Linked DNA regions of Gasterosteus aculeatus: region 2 is linked to region 1. A link is a contact called in public Hi-C data. All regions are on one chromosome and are shown on one strand. The core of a region is the stretch at or near the end of the contact, and the rest is flanking DNA. Distances in the headings are between cores, read along the strand shown.

Region 1 (6,971 bases), core at 2,778-5,277:
AGCAGTTTTTTTTTCACTTGGTATGAAGGTAAATGAAACGTCCTTCAAACGTTATCTCCTTATGTCGGAGTATAGGAATTTTAAAGTAAAATCACAATTACTTAATTTTAAATTGGCCCATTACACATCAAGCATCATATTATAAGAGTAAAGTAATATGGCCTTTCATGACGAGAAAAACTCACTCATGTGGCAACAGATCTCCCCTCCTCAAAAACATCAAATATTTAAGGTGTACATGACACAGGGCTGATTCCATGACAACCTCTATACTTAGAGTAAATGGCGCAGAAAATATATTTATATATGCGGATCGCAGGCCTGGAAACTTGCTGCCCGGCCAATGCACACGTTGGACTTGAGACTGTCATTTGTGCTCCAGATGAAAACATCAATGCGGCCTCGCCGTTATTCAGGAAGCAGCAGCAGCAGCAGGACGGGCAACGTGGCAGTCTATCACGCGCTGCACGCCGGCTTTGGGAGTGAGATCCTCCTTTCTCTGTGCTCACCGCTGACTGAGGCAATGTGCTGACCCCAAGCCTCGGCACATCAAAACAAAATTACAATGTGCCTACAGTTGAGAAATGCAGAAGGCTCAGGATTGAGTAAATGTCAGTGGCCAGGGTGAAGTGTTTGCATATAGGCGAATGATGTATGGTCTTGTCCTGTGCCATTTATTCCCCCAAGCAATAACGTAGCCGGATCTGTCTCTCAGACTTAATTGAAACGGGACTTGTAATGTTGCCCTTTTCCTCAATGGGACCAAAAACATAACCTCTGACTCCCACAAGCAGCCAATACTGAGGAAGTGGGTGTGCTGGGCTACACCAGGGAGGAAAAGAGTGCCAACTGTCACAGCATTATTTTCTCATCTCCTCCGCACGCACACACACACACACACACACACACACACACGCACACACACACAGCCCATGTCCGTACCGTCCACGCCAATCCCTAAACCGCGGCACACACAATGCCCCTTTTCCCCCTTCCCTCAGTGTTCCACCGGCACACGCGTTTATTTTACCTTCCGCAGAACAAAGTGTTCTTTCTGCGCAGGAAAAAAAAGGGGGGGGGGGAAGTGACCACTGCTTCAAGTTAGCCAAAGACAACCTAGAAAAGTGAGACGGGAAAACATGCGTTGCATAGGGACACGTGGAAAAGCGCGGTGTCAAAAATGTAGAGATGCTGCATTTGTGACAGGATAATATTTTTTTTTTTTAAAGGCTGCAAATAAACTGAAAATTGCGGTCGAAACGATAGTGGAGAATAACGGCGTCAGGCAAATACTTTCTTATTTTTAAAATGACAAGAAAAGTTATCGTGGACATCTGCATAAGTGCATCTCTGTGCCAGAGGAAAGAGACGGACAAAGAACAATAAATAACATCTGCCTGGCCTTCTTTGGGTCGGATCCAGGGAAGGGAAATATCTATGACGTATCTGCATTTCTGCTCCGCTTCAGCAGTCGCTATGCGGACATGCAAGTCGAGATGTTTGGTGCACCACATTTTTCCAAATTAAATTTTTACTGACAATAGGAAAACAACGTCTTCATTCTGACTTAATTTGCATGCCGATTGGCTCACTCTCCATCCCGCACTTTCTCTCGCACACATAGATGTCCACAAATCTTGACAGATGTTCTTCAGAATTCACACACACACACACACACACACTTGTAGCTTGTAGGCACGCGTGCAGGGGACTATTATATCTAAGTGACACGTCTTTTGAGAATAGCAATCGTCAACACCACAACAAAAAAAAAGCAGTCAATGCCAATCTGGTGTGGGAAAACATGGCATCTATGTATAGAGCTGTTTACTGTGAAAAGAGCAGAGCCGGTCTGGAAACAGAACGTGACAATTTCAAGACGTGCATGCACTCACATTTCCAGCCTCTCCTGGGTATTGATTTAAAATGGTGGCTGCATGAATGTACCACCGCAGACCATGTAATCTTCCTTTGAGATGAAGACTTCCGAGAACGAAAGGGGGGAGAGAAGGGGGCCCGCAGACCACACGCTGGGAATGTGAAATTGTGGACAATTATTTGCTGAGCAAAATACAATGCCTGCCAGATGAACTGGAGCTCAACCTCCAAAGAGCCGAGCAGCTCTGCCACTGAAACGCTACAGAGAAAAGTAGTGTGTGAACGTGTGTGTGTGTGTGTGTGTGTGTGCGCGTGCGTGCTGATGCATGTTGCTCTGTCTCTGTTCCCCCCTCCCCTCCAGCTCGCCCAAGACACAAATACGCGGTCGAATTACCACCAGTCCAACCGGCTCAAAAAAACTAACAAAAAGACAGAAAAACTGAAAGAAAAGAGAGAAAACTAAAATCACACAAGGTGTGTGTCCTGATGTGCATGAGCTAAAAGAAAGAAAACCATCATAAAGTTCAGTTGTTTCCTGGATAACTTTATAACGTTTATGTAGATAAAAAAGATCCAATTATCACTAAACCACCTATTTATATTTGAACCGTTGTGCACAAACACACACACACACACACACACACACACACACACACACACACACATTACAGCACTCCCTCTCCTCAACATAAGAAATGTTTCCTAGTTCCTCAGAAGGGTGTGGGGGTATTTTGCTGGGTGGAGGGGGGGGTCGGGTCACGTGACTCCGCTCTCCATTCCACCAGACGGCTCAAGTTGCGACCTGGAGCGTCTTTAACGCATCCAGATGTCGGCCAGCGGTGCGCCGCGCTGTTGCATCTCGAGACGGCCCGTCGCCCCGTTGCCCCCTTTGCACTTTTACCCGTCATCACAATGCGAGCCCGAACTGTAAACCGGTTCACGCGACGCCAAGTGACCCCCCCCCCCCCCCCATACGTGCACGCGGTCGATCCCATGCGCAACACAAACAGGAAGACTCGTTGGAAATGCGTAAAAATGCTATAGGCGACAATCAGGGGTGTTAATGGTAATAATAGCAGTTCAGTTCAGTTCATGCTCGGTAGACTTGTCATCAGCGTCACATGAATAGTGCGGGGAGCCGCCGGGCGGAGGCTTATCACTTACCTTTCAGTGATCTTGGCTTAGCTTGCTTGCGGCGCGACATCCTATTAGAAAACGCTGAAGTTGCTCAGTTTCAGTCTGACAATTTGCGTAAGACGGGGTGGTCTGCAGGCAGAGTCTCTCTAAATCCCGCTGGCCAGAATCGCGGCAGCCTTTTTAGCATTACAGACCGATGCAACTTAGCCCGACGCCGTGCAGGTCTAAGTGCGAGTTTGCCCTTATTGCTTTTTTTGCTTTTTGTTTTTTTTGTGATGAGTAGGTGGATGTTATAAAATCCAATTACCCCCGATCGGTACAGGCGACTCTATTTAGTTGAGCCGGGTATCTGGAAAAGTGTGAGAATATAGTAATCCCCGTCATGCGCTTCCATTCTCCGGGAAAACGCGCGCGCGTGCAGGCTTGATGTTCGTTTAGAAATAAAAGCGGAATATTTGCTTTTCGCATCTCATCTCAAATGCATCCGCGCAAGAAAGACATCAGCCGAACGCCTCCTGTGAGAGTGCAAAAAAAAAAATGCAACAAAACCACAAAAAAATGAAGGAAAAATGATAATAACACTTTTCACTTCATATCCACCTAACAGCATCAAAACTATTATAGACTCTTCCTTTGCTTTACTCCAGTCAGCTAATCATGAATTAGGTTCGGAATCTGATCTAAGTCTACGTCTAAATTGCTCTTAAAAGAGGATGAAGAAGCAGAGAGAAGATGGAAGCTCCCTCCTCATCACAAACCTGCAAGGTCTTGGACTGCGCTGTCGCTCCGGTAGTCCACATAATAATGGAAAATGGAAGCAAGGCCCCCAAAGCCATCAGGATGGCTCCAGAGGGGGCCCCTACCCCGCAGGGACTCGCTCTGTACGTAATCACTGAGGAAATCATTGTCAGCCTGCCTGCACTCACACACAGACAGAGAGGCATGATTAAAATCCTAGGGATCACGGCAAGATGCGGATTGCTGGATCCGCCGGTCCCCGGATCCGGAGTCCAACTCTAAACCCAAAGTCGGCTGGCTCACCCTGGCGTCTCCTCCTGCCTCAGCTCGCCGTCGGCCCCTCTCGGTCTACGGCAGACGGACTGGTCCCCCTTCTGGTGGAAACGGTTCAGCAGAAATACATCTTCTGTTGACACGAGAGGCGCGTTTCAGGATTTCGGGCTGATGGCTTTATTTGATTTATTTGATATTTTCTTGTTTTGGTTCTTCAATGTTATTGTTCAGTGTGAGTATAAAAATGCAGCTCATTGTGTCCTATTAACCATTTGAATGCTATTTATAAAGAAATATCTATCCGCGGATCATTTTGAGGATTTTGACAAAAAAATGCACTTTAACGTTACAATATGATTTGTTTCCATTTTGTCATTTCAATACTTATCGCTCCAGTAGTTCTAATAAAATGAACCCAACTAAGTCATTTAAATTAAAAAAAAAAAAAGAATGATAGTAGTAAACAAAAAAAGAATTCACACAACCTCCTTGTTTCTTTTCTACGGTGCGTTGGAATACAGCCTCCTCTGCGAGCCCCATAACACCCCAGCTATGTAAAAATGAGATCCAGGTAGAAGTCCTGCAGAGGGCTTCTGGCTGGGCCCCTATAGGCAGCCTCGGCCGGGGGCCCCGTCGAAAAATCACAGTCACGCAACCCGCTTTCCCCCACCTTCAACCCCCCCTCTGCGCCGCCTGACTCACAGAGACAAACTGTGCGAGGAGAGCGAGCTTTTCGCCGCACACCTTCAGGGAAGGAGGGAGACAGTCGATAGGTTCAACTCCCAAACACGTAGAGGAAGAAAATTAACAACAACCTTTGATAGCCTTTGTGTGGCTGAATTTAACTTTGCTAAAAGAAAGACATTTTTTACCCAAAAACTCTAAAAGTTAATGATGTGAGCACATAATAAGGCTGCTCTTATTCTTTAGGGTGTTCCCACCTTTTACTTTGGAGTTCATAATGAGGCCTTTTACTGTTACAGACGTTTAAGCTAATCACCAGCACCACAAAGTAATGAATGCAATAGGAAAAAAATGAGCAGACTTATCTATTAGCTGGCTGTCATTATCACACTCCTATTTTAAAGGCCTTGTTATTTTCTTACATCCCTATTGGGCGGCATATGTGGGACTTGGACATAATAAATGGGGACTTGTGACCTACATATGATGTCAAGGCTTCCTTTCGGTTTTGCTCAATTTGGATCTCGCAATTTCATCCGCACCCCTTTTTGCTTTTCGAATAATTTCCCCACCCACACGCTGCCAGCAAATGCGCGCGGAAGATCAATGGAACAACGTATGACACCGATCGACGTGATGTGCTTTGGTAAATTCAAAGTTTCAAAATCTACAGTAGTTGGTAAACACACACATATGAAACATCTATTTGTAGGTGGAGTCTGTCAGGAGACCCCGGCTGCCTTAAAACTTCAATCTCAACTGCCTCTCAGCGCCGTGTCAGGCGGCTCTCCCAAAGTTTCACCACCTTGCCCCCCCCCCCCAAGCCCCCCTCCTCTCGAATGCTCTCCCAAACACAAACAAGCAGGGCTCTTAAGGCCTCCAGGGCGCTTTGCAACTTTCATTAGTGACAAAGTAACTGGGAAAAGGCTCGACTTGACTCGGTGCTCAGTTCAGTCTCTAAGTTACAGTACACACTTTCTTTTTCTTTTTTTTTTCTCCCCTTCTTCAAGTGAAGAACCCTCAGGTGAGGAATGTTGCTTCATGATGCTCCACAAACTGTCTGACATGGCGGCTCCCTCGGGGATGACTTTATAAATATGGAAAGTAGAATCAAATGTACATTTTTGGGAGCAAATAGGCACAATGAAAATCAACAAAAAGGTTTTTGCTTCATGTCTCACCTCTGAGCGCGAGGGAAATGAAACGGGTGAATGAGAAAAATAGAATAAGAAGTAAAAAATGGGACATGTTTTGTCGCAAAAAACAAGGCCAGCCAGGAAATTTCCATTTAGCGCGTTCCTTTATGAGAATGAAGCCAGCTATTTGTTCATGTAGGCCTACATGTCTGTTTTAGCAGTTCACATGGACGACTTAATCGACTCAAAAGCTGCTCGGAAGAGGGAATTTCCAAACAACGCGCAAAGGCGCAGTCGAGTCGCCTTGGCCTCCTGCATCTGTTGTAAAACTGAGCAGTTGTTTTTTGTTCTTCACCACCCGTTGCTTTGAGTTAGACAGGGAGACGCCGCAGCCAGTGTGCGTGCTGCAGCATTACAGATCTCACTCTGCCGCTCCGCGGGGGGGACGGGGGGGGAGCGCTCCCCTGTGGAACCAGTGGCCCTCGGGTGGCGCGACCCTCCAGCAGCTCACGCTGACCTGCGCGCAGTCCGCTCGCCCTCCGACCGCTCGCCTCCGACTGCACATCCATGTCCAAAAACAAAAAAAGAGTCAAAAGTAACTGAACTTTCATACCCGCAGAAAGTTTTAATCCAAATGAAGTGTCTTCTGTAGAAATAATAATCACTGAAGGCTATTTAGTAGAATTCTCTCGCAGAGGGTGCAAAAAAAAAAAAAAACGGCAGCTTAAAAGCCCAGTCGGTCAATTACGCTTGTTAGAACGGGGCCGATACGCAGACATGCATGTGCACCAACCGCACACACACACACACACACACACACACACACACACACACACACACACACACACACACACACACACACACTTGACTTGCCTCATTAAAACCTATCCAGCTACTAGAACTCTGAGATGTGAATGTTTCCCTTGAGGAGCGGGGCACGTTCATTTTCGAGAAAGGCAGAAGATTCAACTTTTCTCGTACTTGCTTATAATTACAGAGATTGCTGGAATGCGTGACCCTGAGAATAAGGCTGAGTCCTGGGAGAGTCCACCAGAAGCATCGCCGTCTTCAGTCTCGCTCTCCATTGTGCGTCTCCCCGGTTGGATGCCACCCACACCAGGCATG
Region 2 (7,505 bases), core at 1,786-4,285, 64 kb before region 1:
GCCTTGATTTGGAGGCAATTTGACTAAATAAAAAGCCACATGCAGCAAACTGTTCCCCGCTTTAGCCGACCCGCTTGCTTGACCTTTCCCAACTCATTTAGAAGCCATTTGCCTTTTCACACTAGAAAAAAAAAGACAACTAGGAAATGGAAAGCGACGCATTTGAATAGAATATCAATGAAAAAAACAGACAACTCTACCTTTGTGATCTTTGTATCAGCACAGTGGGATGCACACAAACACAATGCATACCTGTAAAGCAGACGGGACACTTGAAGGTTCCTCCCATGCCCTCGAAGCTGTGCTCAATCAGGTGGCATTGAAGCTTCGCGGGTGAGTCGAAGGACTGACTACAGAGCTTGCATTCATGGTTCAATCCTTCCTCTGCAGAGGACAAAGAAACAAAAACACAAAGGAAATCATGAGAGGGGAAATAAGCAAAGCGTGCCAGAGGTCTTGATCTGCCTCGTTTTCTTTGCTTGACTCCTTACACATGACATTTTAAATCAACACATTTGTTTTAAAGGTGCCTGCCTGTGATTTCCATGAGACAGGAAATAATATAAAGTGTGATCTGCTCCCATCAGGCATGAATTAGATGACCGGCTGGAGCATTGCACCGTGAACATGTTGGGCGTCATCGTTTTGATTAACTTACATGCAAAATGTATTTATAGTGTCTGAAAACAGAAACAGATTTTGAGAGAACTCAACATACAATCATTTGTGCGTTGAAAAGGTGAATCCAAAATAAATAGAGAAGGAACAGTTAAATAGGGAGTCTGCATGTTCTCCCCGTGTCTGCGTGGGTTCTCTCCAGGTTCTCCGGCTTCCTCCCACAGTCCAAAGACATGCTCTGGGGATTAGGTTAATTGGGGACTTTAAATTGCCCGTAGTTGTGTGAATGTGAGTGTGAATGGTTGTGTGTTTCTGTGTTGCCCTGCGATTGGCTGGCGACCAATCCAGGGTGTACCCTGTCTATTGCCCGAAGTTGGCTGGGATGGACTCCAGCCCCCCCGCGACCCTGTGTGCAGGATAAGCGGTTTGACAATGGATGGATGGATGGATGGATGGATGGATGGATGGAACAGTTAAATAGTCTCATTTCAGATGCAGTGGTGTTTGTGTATGTGTTGTTACCCAATGATCTTATGATGACGTCTCCAGTGGACATTAACAAAACAGCTCTCCTCCTTTTTAATACAGCGATACAACTGTTTTGTTTTTTTTGCACTGCCTCAGCCGAGGCCACAAGTAATGTCGTTCAGACTGTGAACATGCACACTCGTTCGCAGCACACAGATTTGCTGACTCCGGCTTCCAGAGAACTGCCCATCTCCAGTGCGTCAATAAAAGGCGTGTACACTCTTCCGTTGTGCTCCATCAAACTCCTGCCGACGCTGACATTAGGCCAGCTACGACATGGGGGGTGGGCTGCTTCCACCTGGGACTCATCTCAGGTTTTTCCTGACACAAAGGCACCGGTTACTCGAGGCACGAGTACACAATCCACCTCAGCTACGCTGGGCACGATCCAAGTATAGGGTTAATCCATTGAGGCGATTGTGTGCTGAAAAGCAGTGCACTTCAATTCAATTGCAACCCGCAATGGGCCATTCTGGCTTTTTTCAGCTTTATTCCAGCAGCAAACTGTATGGTGACAAACGCAACTCAGCAACCCATAATATTTCCTGTTTGAGAGAGGAAACATCTCCTGCAGCGCCAAAAGAAACATTGTGTAAATTCCAAACGTTCTCCTAACATATTACCAAATGTCCCTTCAAAATCTTTTGCTCAACAACACAAACGGCCTTGCATGCCACACAAGGCGCCGTCTACGGCATAAAAACAAAACCCTCACTTTCTGTAAGCATCAGCAAAAGCTGACAGACTCATCTCCCCCATGACGATCCAGTAAAAGGTAAAAGAACCATCAAAGCGGCTCAAAGTAGAAAGAGACGGAGTTGATGATGTGTTCCGCAATCATGCATTTGACAGATGATGATATTCTGAGGGCCACACGTGCGTCTGGCTGGAGCAGCAGGCGTCAGCGAAGGGAGGGGGGGGTGCACAAGTCCACGCGTCCACGTAGCCGTTCAACGGGATCACTGCACACTTTGATCCCCATTCAGGTTGCTTATTTGTGCGAGGTTGTGTCCTGTAAGGCCAAGCTTGCTGCAGGGTTCTGTAGATCTGTTCTTCTGCCATATGCGCAGACCTCATTTGACCCCCCCCCCGTGCGCAGCGCTGTCCCGTTGGAGACCTGGCCTGCTTCATTATGCAGATAACTCTGCACCTGCCTGCCTGTGTGCATGCATGTGTGTGTGTTTATGCCTGTGAGCAGGTGCACCAAAGGGAAATGGTGAAGAGATGTACACAGTGGGCTTCCATTTGAAGAACAAGGCTGACGTTAATCTGTATTTTTATTATTGCCAACAAAAGACATTCATGGATTGAAAAGAGTAATGTACACTTTTAAAACAAGTTACCAACAAATAGTTCTGTTTTTAGTGGAATAAATCCTGAATTTGTTCAGCATATTGTTTTAAAATTAACTCCTACATTATGATGACAGGTGTCACTCAATGCAAGACTTTGGGAGAAAAAAAAGTCTTTGGCAATGAGCAGTAAGCTACAGGATTTCTTGAGCCAAACACACAGTTCTTCATTTACTGTTGGATTTGGGATTTCATTTTTTATCATTCTAAAAAGGTATTGACATACATGTACATATAAAATGACTAGTCACATGACTAGTAATCTGATTAAATCGTAGTACAACGTTCAACTACAGGCATCATGCACATAAGGAAACCTAAGTGAATGAGTACAGACACAGATGGAGACGGAGAAAAGAGGTTCTGACTGTGAGATGTTACGAGTAAACTGGGGCTCTATTGGCCAGTGTAACAAGCTGGCAGCCTGTTTCTTAGTGAGAGCCAGGGGAGGAAGTGGGCTCAATCACCCCTACATGCCGCCTCATTGGGCTGAGGTCACTTCCTGTCATTCCACCCGCCCGTCTCCAGGGCTGCCCAATCAGCAGGGCCCTGCGCGCTCCCACCCTCACCCCTTTCTACGCACTGAGCAGACTCTGGATATAGTTACAGCGCCCCGTGGGACTGTCAGCGCTCTCCCCCCTCTCTCTCCCTCGTCTCTGTCTCGCTCCCTCCCGCCGCTCTCTGTTTCCGAGTCCCCCGAGTGTTCTCCGCTGCCACCACCCTGTCCCTCTCCACTCCCTCAGATGTGAACTGCTCCTTCTAAGCATCCCTGACACCAGCAAAGTAAGCCCATCTGCATATCCACGGGGCCTCGCGTTGCTGTGGCTCATGGTTTATGTATTTCACAGCTCCTTAAAACACAAACGCCTAATATCTCTCCCACGTGGAGGACGGGAGAGGCAGAGAGGGGGAGAAAACGACTCTCAAAAAAGGGTGGTCTTTATTTCTCTGTGCTGTTTACTTTTATCTACTCCCGGCTGAAGTTCATGTGCGGTTGAAGGTTGTTTGGGGGGTTTGGCTTGCACAGTTTACTGTAGCCTTTATGTAACAACGACACCACTGCAGCTTGTTGAGCTGCGCTTCTTCGTGAAGGTGCAGAGCCATCAGATGAGAGGAAGTACAAGATTGAACTAAAGTAACCAAAGACTAGTCTAACTTCCTGAGTGTAGTTAAGTACAACGCAGGGCATTGCTTAATTAAAAACTGTCCCTCAGCTGATTCCATTCCAGCACCCCCCCCCCGCCGCCAACACTGCCCCTTACTCTATTTAAACAAGTCTGCTGAGGAGCAATTTGAATTGGAGGGGAATTCAGGATCACTTTCAGCATTTGGCTTTGGAAGAGAAAGGGATGTGATAGTCAGATTTACGGGCCCCTCTGGGGCCGGGTGGATGCTTCTCTGAAGCTCACTGTGAGAGGGACCCGTGCTGCTTTGTGTCGCGAAAGCAGCACACTAACAATTGATATTAAGAACATCAATCAAGGCACTCCATGCTGAAAGTAATGAAAAAACAAGTGGAGGACAAATTGAGAATATTTAGTGGGCTGGAATGGGCTGTTTTGGAAAAGCCGGAGACAGAACCGCCGTCATGATCAAAGTTGGCCCAGTCGAACTGATGGGTCAATAGATTACAGAGTTTCTGCCATAAAGTCAGAAAATACCTGCTTTGAGCAATCTTGTTTACGAGGAATTTCCCCTTTAGAGTTTGCTTTCCTTTCCTCACCATCTGCTTCACAATAATCCGCCTGATGTTGGATGTTTGCATGTTAATAAACCGGGAAGATTTGGTTTTCCGCGGACTCGTTGCCGTACACAGAAACCCACTGCGGGATTGTGGATGGAAGCAGAGCAGACAGCTTCAGGCCTGTAAACAGTAGGTGGGTTTACTTCTCTCTTCTCTCCGCGGGAACTATCCATTAACAGATAATGGGGGGAAAATCAGAGTGATTAAGGCCCAGGGAATTATGGGTGAATACAAATTGACTCCACCTCCGTGTGGTGTGCTCTCTTGAGGTAGAATCACTGCTCATGAGGAACAAACTCATTTCAAAAGTACTACAACACCCATTAAGGCCGGGAGGATGCTGCAGACGGGGGGCGGGAAGGTGGTGGGTGGGAGCGCAGAGGGATGGACTCCCTCCAGACCCAAGCTGATTGGAGAACTGGCGCCTGGGGGTAACACAGCTGATATCTATTTCCTCCCTCCACAGTTTGAGAATGACAGAGTGAATCAGGTGCAAAGTGTCAACATTAAAGTACAATATTTAATCACAGCACCTTGAAAATTCACCCCCATTCTATCAACGACTCGACGCTTGAACCGCACGGCGATGGAAAACGCGGTCAAGTGCTAAAGCTGATGCCGCATGATAGAAGGAGCTTTGCCTCCGTTTGCAGCTCGCGTGCATGAAACACAATTCTGCGTCTGCAAGAGAAGAGAGCTAAGCGAGGCATCGTGGCCCTCGTGTCAGGGGTCCCGAGTTCTGTGCATACCCGGTGCGGTTCTCCAGCCTCCAGAGGCACGGGGGACGGGTGAGGCGTCGCCTGTGGCATGCAAGTCGCGGTGACGCCCCTCGCAGCCGCCAGAGCAAAGGATTGTGGGGGAACGCGTCTCTGGGAGAAGGTCGGCTGTGACGCGTGGCAGCTCGTCGGAGGTGCTAATCAGAGCAGGGCGAGGCTCCTGCTAGGATCAGCCACTCTGCGCCTACATTAACCGCCTCACAGCTCCCTCGGCTGCCGGGCCAGAGGTGGAAACACCAAACTGACAGGTTTTGTGTTGAGATAAACATGCGCAACGCTTGGGTGGATGTTACAAAAGGTTTAGCGGACTAGAACACCTTTTGGAGTTAAAAAAAACAACATGAGGGACAAAAACACAAGGACACTTCTCCTCCCTAACCGAGCAGACATTTCCACTCGAGCTACTTGCCAAGAGCCCCTGTGCGTGTGTCTGAGCGATACTCTGTAGCAGAAGATAAAGAAAGTAAAGCCAAAAGTCACTGTTGAACCATAAATATTAGAGAGAAAAGAAACAAAAGGCACATCTTTACGGGGGCATTATTATTATTATGTGAAAGTATTTTTATGTTTGAGGTCTCTTTTATGTCTCCAATTCCATATAGTAGAAGGAGTAAGCCCCATGACATTTAACACAGGCGAATGGATCTATTTATATATGGATAGAAACGCACAAATTGGGATTTAAAATGGTAAAAAAGTGATATTGGAAGCCATTTCCAGCAAGAAGCTGGGTTATGAACCCCTATGCATGCACTGTATGAGAGCATAACACCAATGTTATTTAATTATTCCAACAACCTTTTCTCTCTGTGTAAATAGAGCTGTGTTTGCATACATTTATCAGTAAGTAAGTAGCCATTTTACTTCCTGGGACACATAGAAACAGTCCGTCCAAAATCTGTCACAAAAGTCATGAACGTTTCAACGTGAACGTCTATGTGTTCGGTTCCCTGTGTAAAATAGACAGCCCGTTGAGGCGTACGGACACAAGCTATGGGCTCGCTGGGAGTGAAGATCGTGCTCTGCTTTGTGTCTCTATGCGTGGCCGCCGTTAGGTCATCGCAAGCTTTTATGACTCAACTGCATCAAGGCGGCTTAAAGGAACTAATCTTTCTTTTCTTTCATATCACTGTTACATCTACTTTAGTGTTACTCAAATGCTGTAGAAAAATAAGAAAAACACACAAAGTTCGACCTACAAAGCTTCTGAAAAAATCGCCAAAAGGCATATTTTCCAGATTTGTGCATAAATGCATTTTTTAGATCTGAAACCGCTCTGAACATAATGTCTCACCGCGCCGCCTCCTGGAGGGAAGCGAGCTGGTGGGACCAGATGAAGCTGGTGTTTGCGTTCCAGCAGGACCACTGGATGCTTTGAAGGAGGCTCTGCCATTTTGTGTTTTTCCTGGACCACATTACCAGCTATTCTCACAGCTAAAATGCACAATGGCTGAAACTCGGTCAAATGAACAGCGTGTAGGTCACGGAGGCAGAATAAAAGAAAAAAAAAGGGAGAAATCCACAACAAAGGCGAGAGGCGAATACTTGTTAACGAATGATGTGTAGGCGCTGCAGCTGCAGGCAGGTACGGGGGTCCGTCGGGGACAAACAGTGCAGGCTGCTGAGATGGATTGCACGGGAGCGCCGGACCCCCTGCAGCCACAAAAACAGCATTCGGCACTGAAATGCTCCAATTTACTTTATACATGCCTATTCTAAACTGCAGCTCTTTTTCTTTTTAAAAGGAATTAAAGGTCAAGTGTCTCTGCCCTAACTTTCCTAAGACGCTTGTGCTCAATCACAGTTGCTTTTGCTAAGTAACACTATTTCCTTACAAACAAGTACAAGAAAGAGTAAAATGGGCAAGAAAAGACTCAAGAAGGAGAGAAGAAGTGAGGTGCGATTCCAACCAGAATCTCTTTCAGGTCTCAGAAGAATGCCAAAAGTTAATTACGGGCACATGCATGGCTTCTCCCCGCTGGCCTCACTGTGGCATTGCTGAGGTAAGTTGCTCTTTGGGGTCTGCGGTCCACACAAAGGAATGGGGGAAGAGAGCGTTGCGGAGAGGCCCCTTGGCTGGGCTCACGGCACGGAACACTGTACAATTAGCCAGCCCCTGCGTTCTACCGGCTTATAATTATCAGTGCTTGCCTTAATTGACTCCCTTAGCCTGCTGCAGAGGGACCCCCCCCCCTCTTTCCCTCTCAACCCCCCCTGCTCGACGCAGGCCGCCGAGTGCCATGCCGGGCCCTCCAAAGTCATTTAGAAAGGCGCTCATATTTTCGACACACACAAAAAAAAGGGGGGGGGGGGGGGGGGGGGGAACATTTGGTGAGAGAGAATTCATCATCAGGTGTCTAGAGGTTTTCCTTAATAGAAAAGCTGAGTCCCACTGAGCGCGCTCCGTGTAGCGGCCAGCCACGCATGCTCAGGACCAGCAAGCCGCCATTCGCAGCGGGCCGCGAGGCATTAGCATAATTTTATATA

The links. A called contact is a pair of places that touch in the nucleus more often than the background predicts.
Region 2: a contact with region 1 is called in a Hi-C map of skeletal muscle, with 2.5 times the contacts expected there. The contact joins the enhancer-like site here to the promoter of znf521 in region 1. A contact is called at or near these places in 2 of 6 Hi-C or Micro-C datasets (skeletal muscle and whole body).

The regions. Positions count from the first base shown.
Region 1 is chr3:1,086,117-1,093,087 of fGasAcu3.hap1.1, reverse strand. It overlaps znf521 (zinc finger protein 521), which reads right to left and starts at 4,027. Exons shown (of 7, transcript XM_078098587.1): 1 at 3,774-4,027.
Region 2 is chr3:1,148,416-1,155,920 of fGasAcu3.hap1.1, reverse strand. znf521 (zinc finger protein 521) reads right to left here. Exons shown (of 7, transcript XM_078098587.1): 5 at 253-384. Among protein-coding and RNA genes, the nearest start is that of LOC120816119, 36 kb to the left of the region's middle. Within about 2 kb of position 3,035, at least 5 of the 9 cell types and tissues checked have open chromatin away from gene starts, as enhancers often do.